Regions from separate parts of the Oryza sativa genome. Here region 2 is linked to region 1. Evidence: chromatin contacts called from public HiCAR-type data. All regions are on one chromosome and are shown on one strand. The core of a region is the stretch at or near the end of the contact, and the rest is flanking DNA. Distances in the headings are between cores, read along the strand shown.

Region 1 (2,927 bases), core at 202-2,701:
ACCGAAAAGGACTTGGCATAATGTACTTCCTCTTGTCAAAAACATTTGATGCTTACGATAATATCTGATCAAACTTCTTACAATTCCGACAATCCATGATTTTTTAAATGTTTTGACTTGAAACAAAACAAATGATATACTACTACATAGATTTATCTCAAAAAGTACTATTATAATATCATAAATTTATTAGATCCTAAAAACTTCTTTTAACATAAAATCAGTTGTTGAAATTTTATAGAGTTTGAAGAAATATTTATGACCAAGAGAAGTATAATGAAATGAATGAACATAGAATCCCCACATTAATTAATTTAATAAAAAGAGAATTTATTACTTCTTACGGCCTAAAAATGTTGCTACCTACTAGTTTGTCAAAAAAGACAAACCATGTCCAGGTTCGTAGCTAGAATTGAGTTTTTTTTTTTTAATGGATGGGGTAGTTATATATTTGTCGGGGGCTAGGTAATAGCAACCTTTAAACTCAAAGTTTGTTATGTTTTGGAATAGAAATGCAGTAGTGGTAACGGGTGTATCGTTTCAACCTTGCGGTCTCGTGTTCAATCCTCAACACGCTAGCAATTTCTTTTTTAAAAAGTATTTGGAATCTCTTTCTTTTATTATTTTGGGATAGAGAGAGAATGAATCAATTTCTTTTTAAAAATGTATTTGGAATCTCTTTCTTTTATTATTTTGGAATAGAGTAAGTAAATGAATGAAGAACAGAACTTAGGTGGTGTTTGGATCAGGGACTAAACTTTAGTCTCTGTGACATCAGATGTTTGGACATTAATTTGGAGTATTAAACATAGACTACTTACAAAACTAATTACATAAATGAGAGCTAATTTGCGTGACAAATTTTTTAAGTCTAATTAATTCATAATTAGCACATGTTTACTGTAGCATCACATAAATTATTTATAGTTTAATTAGTCTCAATAGATTCGTCTCGCAAATTAGTTCAGGGTTATGAAATAGGTTTTATCAATAGTCTATGTTTAATATTTTTAATTAGTGTCAAACATCTGGTTGGACTGAAAAGTCCCATCCAAACAGCCCCATCTTATCCGATAACTACAAGCAAACCGTACACGATTTACACATTAAACACACCCTCTCTCTCTCTCTCTCTCTCTCTCCATAGGAGCACTTCAATATCTCTATCGCCAGGAAACTTCCACCCGAATTATTATATCCCTCGCCCACAGAAAATCCCGCCCAAGCATCACCACACTCCCCATTGGCCCCACCCCCCATGTGAAAAAGGGACCCAAACCGACCAGTCACCAACTCACCATCCACCCCCACCCCAACCCACCCCACCCACACGCCAACCCGGCCCCACACGTCAGCCACTCCCACTGACAACCCGGCCCCACCACCCCACCCGCTCGTACTCCTCCCCTCTCGCCTATTAAACGCGCTCCCCCTCCACCACCGCGCAGCCAAGCCAAACAAGAAACCCACCGTTTCTCTCTCAAAACCGCGGGAATCAATCAATCGCCGTTCGCGTCGCGCCACGAGATATTTTCCCCCAAGAAAAGGTAGTAGTAATCTTCGACGATCTTGATCGATCGCCATGAGCTAGCTAGCTAGCGAATTTCTTGTTGTTTCTTTTTTGGGTTATTGATGGCGTTGTTGTTCTTGTTCTTGTTTGTTGCAGTTGGAGTGAGGGATGAGTGCTATGGCGATGTCGTCGCTGAACCCGAACGCGGCGCCGTTCATCCCGGCGGCGTTCAGGAGGGTGGAGGACTTCTCGCCGGAGTGGTGGGAGCTCGTCAAGACCACGGCGTGGTTCCGCGACCACTGGTTCAGGCAGCACCAGATGTACGAGGACGCTGCGGCGGAGGAGGACCACCACCGCCAGGTGTTCGACGACGACCTCGCCGCGCTCCTGCCCGACGACTCGCTCGACCTCCTCGACATGGTCGACACCGACGACCTCTTCTACACCCCCGACCCCCCCGTCCACCACAAGCCGACGACGACTCCCACCCTCGACGCCGACGTGCTCAGGGCGCTCAGCCTCAACTCGCCGAGGTTGGGCGGCGCCGGGATGGTGAGGCACGCCGAGAAGCCGGCCCAGTTCGTCGCCGCCAAGGGCGGCGCCGCCCGCCACGTCATCCACCAGCCTCGCTAGAGCGCCATGGGTGAGTGGTGATGCTGCTGCTGCTGCTGTCTAGTGTATAACCTTGGAGTTTTCAGAGTTTAGTCTCTCTGCTTTTCTTCACTGTGTATAAAAACTGAAAAAAAAAGGGGGAAAAATTGCAGCTTTCTGGTGCTGCATCCCTTGTAGTAGTAAAGCAGCTTCTGTTCAGTTTCAGGTGCATCATCTAAAATGTGTTAGAAAAAAAAAAGCAAAAATAGAGAGTGATGTAGAATCATGTGTACTAATGATTCTACTACCGCCCTTGTTAATGTTGGATATATTAAGATGGCAAGCAGTCTAATGTTTAGAATCTTTCAACTTCTGATTATTCCTTTGCTCTCTTCAGAATCTGGTAGAAACCTGCTCTTTTGTTGTCTGTGAATTTGTTGGATCTCGAAAGTTGGTGGTTGGTTTGTCAATTGTCATCATGTGCGATGCCGATGATGGTGGTTTATTACTGGCATCATCAGTAGCAAAAATGGAAGTGACTGATCAAGAAAGATGATTTAATTGGGAGCTCTGAAAAGAAGGTGGAAGTTTAAAGCCTCTGAAAGACATCAGTGTGGAAATGTGACGAACTGGGACCGAAATCGCCATCGAATTGGTCATGATTTAGTAACTTTAGAAATGAAAGCAACATAAGTACCATTCAAGGAGCAATATCTACGTGTGAGGTGTCACAGATAAATGCTAGACGGAAACAGCATTAAGTTCAGATTGATTTCTGCAGCTGGCTGTTAAGGTTGCAGAGATATCCATAGACATTCTAACAATA
Region 2 (2,741 bases), core at 237-2,736, 970 kb before region 1:
AAACGTTGGTCGAAAAGTCAACGGCGTTATACATTAAAATACGGAAGGAGTATATTACTAGTATGTACTAATATATTATTGTAAAAACATACTCCCTCCGCCACATAATATAAGGGATTTTGGGTGGATGTGACATATCCTAGCACTACGAATCTTAACAGGTTTCTTAATCAGATTCGTAGTACTAAGAAGTATCACATCCACCCAGAATCCCTTATATTTTGGGACGGAGGAAGTATAAGTTTAAATTCGGCATTTACAAGTTATAAAAAAGATGAATATACATATACTATTAAAGTCTAATTTATATGTTTGTTATAATTTATATAAATGTTGCACATTAATCTATCTTCTTTTTCTTTTAGAAAAGATACTAGTAAACAAGTAATTAAAACTATTTTTCCTCGTGCCATGCCGCGCGCGAACCGGTTGGTAAGGAGAAGTAGGTCGATAGCTGCAGGTTGGTGAAGCTCGCACAGTCGCACCGTGCAGTCGCAGAGGCGGCCGGCACCGGCGCCGCCCGCGGCCACACGTACGTTGCGTACTAGTACGAGGCCGTACGAGAACGAGCCGCTCTAGCTGCCATGTGTACACCGACGGTGCCTACCTGCAGCCAAGAAACGCCTTTTTCGTTTCATGATCATGATAGCCGAACGCTGTGGCTATCGGCTCATTCATTTGGCCGAACCGTCCATCGGTCCATGCCTTCCTGAGCCTCCTATGTGATATTTGTCGCACCGGCATGCGGCAACAACATCACGACCAAAACTATCAACGGCACTTCGTTTTCTATGCTCACTGCGCACACACGTAGATAGTCCTATAGTACACAGGTACGATGCCAAGAGATAGATAGAGCTAGCTAGCTCTGCACGAGGTCAAAGACCATCATACACATATCGTTGCCTTTTTATTTTCCTCGTGTAAGTGATCGCTGCCCATTGAAAGTGGGTTGGTCTCTCTAGCTCGCTTGCTCCACGTATGGATGTGAAACGGCATGCTTGCGCTTTTCTTCTTTGTTTAAGCAAGGAACATGCTTCATGCGGTTATTGCTGTTCTGTTTGGCCGCGGCGTTTTTTTTTTCTAATGATTGCGTGTGTCTGCAAAACTTGCTTTGTCTGTGCTATGCACACGATTCCGGACTCCAGTTGGTACACACTAGTACAATTTGTTGCAAATAAATAGTTCTCGTACTAACCAATTTTATTTTCTTGACCTGTTTAAAACAGGAGAATAAAGTAGGAGTACTCACATATACAATGTGAGACACTCATAGAGTATCCTCACTAACTGAGGACACTCGTAGGAAACTCAATTCGCAATAGAAGGTATCCCTAAATGGGTTCCTCAAAATCTAAAACAACCCGGTGAGAGTACTATAGCCCACAATGGGTGTCTTGGCCCAATGGAGTCCCAGGTGAAAAATCCCCAAATACCCCTCCCCAGCTCATTCTTTTTTTTTTCCTTCTCTTTTCTTCCTCCCCCACTTTTGGCTTCTAGCTTCTTCTTATCGCTATCCTCGTCGCCCATTCGTCGCCGCCTCCTCCCAGCTTGCCGCCGCCACCTCCCTCCTCTCTTCCCCTGCCGCTCGCCGCCGCCGCTTTCCTCCTCGCCCTCCCCAGCCACCGCCGCCGCCTCCCTCCTCGCCATCCCCAGCCCTGCATCCATCTCCCTCTCTCCCCAGCCACCGCTGTCGCCCGCCTCTCTGTCTCCCTCTCGCTGCTCGCCTCTCTCTCGTCGCCGGCGGCCGCGAGGCGATAAGGAGGGCTGCCTCCCTCCCTCTCTCTCGTCGCTGCTCCCTCCGCGCCCTTCGGCTGCCGCCGGCCGCCGCCCGTCTCCGCGCACGCCGGAGAGCTGGTCGACGGGCGAGCGGCGCGAGGGGCGATCTGGCCGACGGCGAGCGGTGGGAGGCTGGACGGCGCGCGAGCGCGGGAGCGGGAGCAGGAGCGCGGTGCGGTGGCCGATGGCGTCCAAGCTGCCGCCTCTCTTTCCAGATCCGGCTGCCGGTGGGCTAGATCTGGCCGGCGCCGCTTCTCTCTCTCGTCGCCATCCACCACACCGACGAGGCCGCGCCGGCTCCGTCACCACGCCCAGGTGAGAGAGGGGGGGGCAAGAAGGGAAAATGCAGGGGAATGAGGCGGGGAATGGGGCACCGAGGTCGCCACAACGGGTTCCTTCGAGCCGTGCCTCAGGAAAAGGAGATTGGAGGAGCCCGAGCCGGCCGTCCCCCTCGTGGGGGTCGCGCCCCCCCTCCAAGGGCACGGTGTGCGGACGGGAGGCGGACGCCGTGAGCAGGGGCACGCTCTGAGGCTACCCATTGTGGATGGCCTTACTCCTCGTCTGCAGCCGCCAACACGTACGATTACACGAGCCAGAGAAAAGGGCATAGAAAAAGACGATACAAGGCAGCGCACGCACGATCCCTTCCCCATCCGCGCCGCGTGCCGTGTGGCCGCGTGACGGCAACCGCTCCCGCTACCCCACCACACGCGTCATGAGGCATCCAGAAAACCCTCGCTCTACACGCGCGCCAGTAGCCACGGTGGCATCCAGAAGTCCACAGCGAGCGAGCGAGCCAGTAGGCCACAGCAGCAGCAGGCAGCGGCGGGCGGGCGCTGGATATGACGACGCGGTGGCACTCGCGACTGGCGTCGGCGACACGGTCGCACCAAACGACCTGGCCCTCCCTGCCCTCCTCTTCTTCTCCAAGAGGAGGAGGAGTCCAAAGCCAGCCACTCGCT

Evidence for each region. HiCAR-type assays count read pairs that join an accessible place to other places.
Region 2: a HiCAR-type map of leaf shows a contact between it and region 1, with 5 times the contacts expected there. The contact joins the promoter of LOC4344298 here to the promoter of LOC4344182 in region 1. A contact is called at or near these places in 1 of 15 Hi-C or Micro-C datasets (seedling) and 1 of 4 datasets of contacts at active chromatin or transcription factors (leaf).

Annotation. Positions count from the first base shown.
Region 1 is chr7:28,117,439-28,120,365 of ASM3414082v1, reverse strand. LOC4344182 (protein EARLY RESPONSIVE TO DEHYDRATION 15) reads left to right here and starts at 1,451. Exons shown (of 2, transcript XM_015791422.3): 1 at 1,451-1,547; 2 at 1,667-2,480. The coding sequence starts at 1,679. The coding sequence ends at 2,143.
Region 2 is chr7:29,086,250-29,088,990 of ASM3414082v1, reverse strand. It overlaps LOC4344298 (protein ENHANCED DISEASE RESISTANCE 4), which reads left to right and starts at 1,486. Exons shown (of 3, transcript XM_066312053.1): 1 at 1,486-2,741.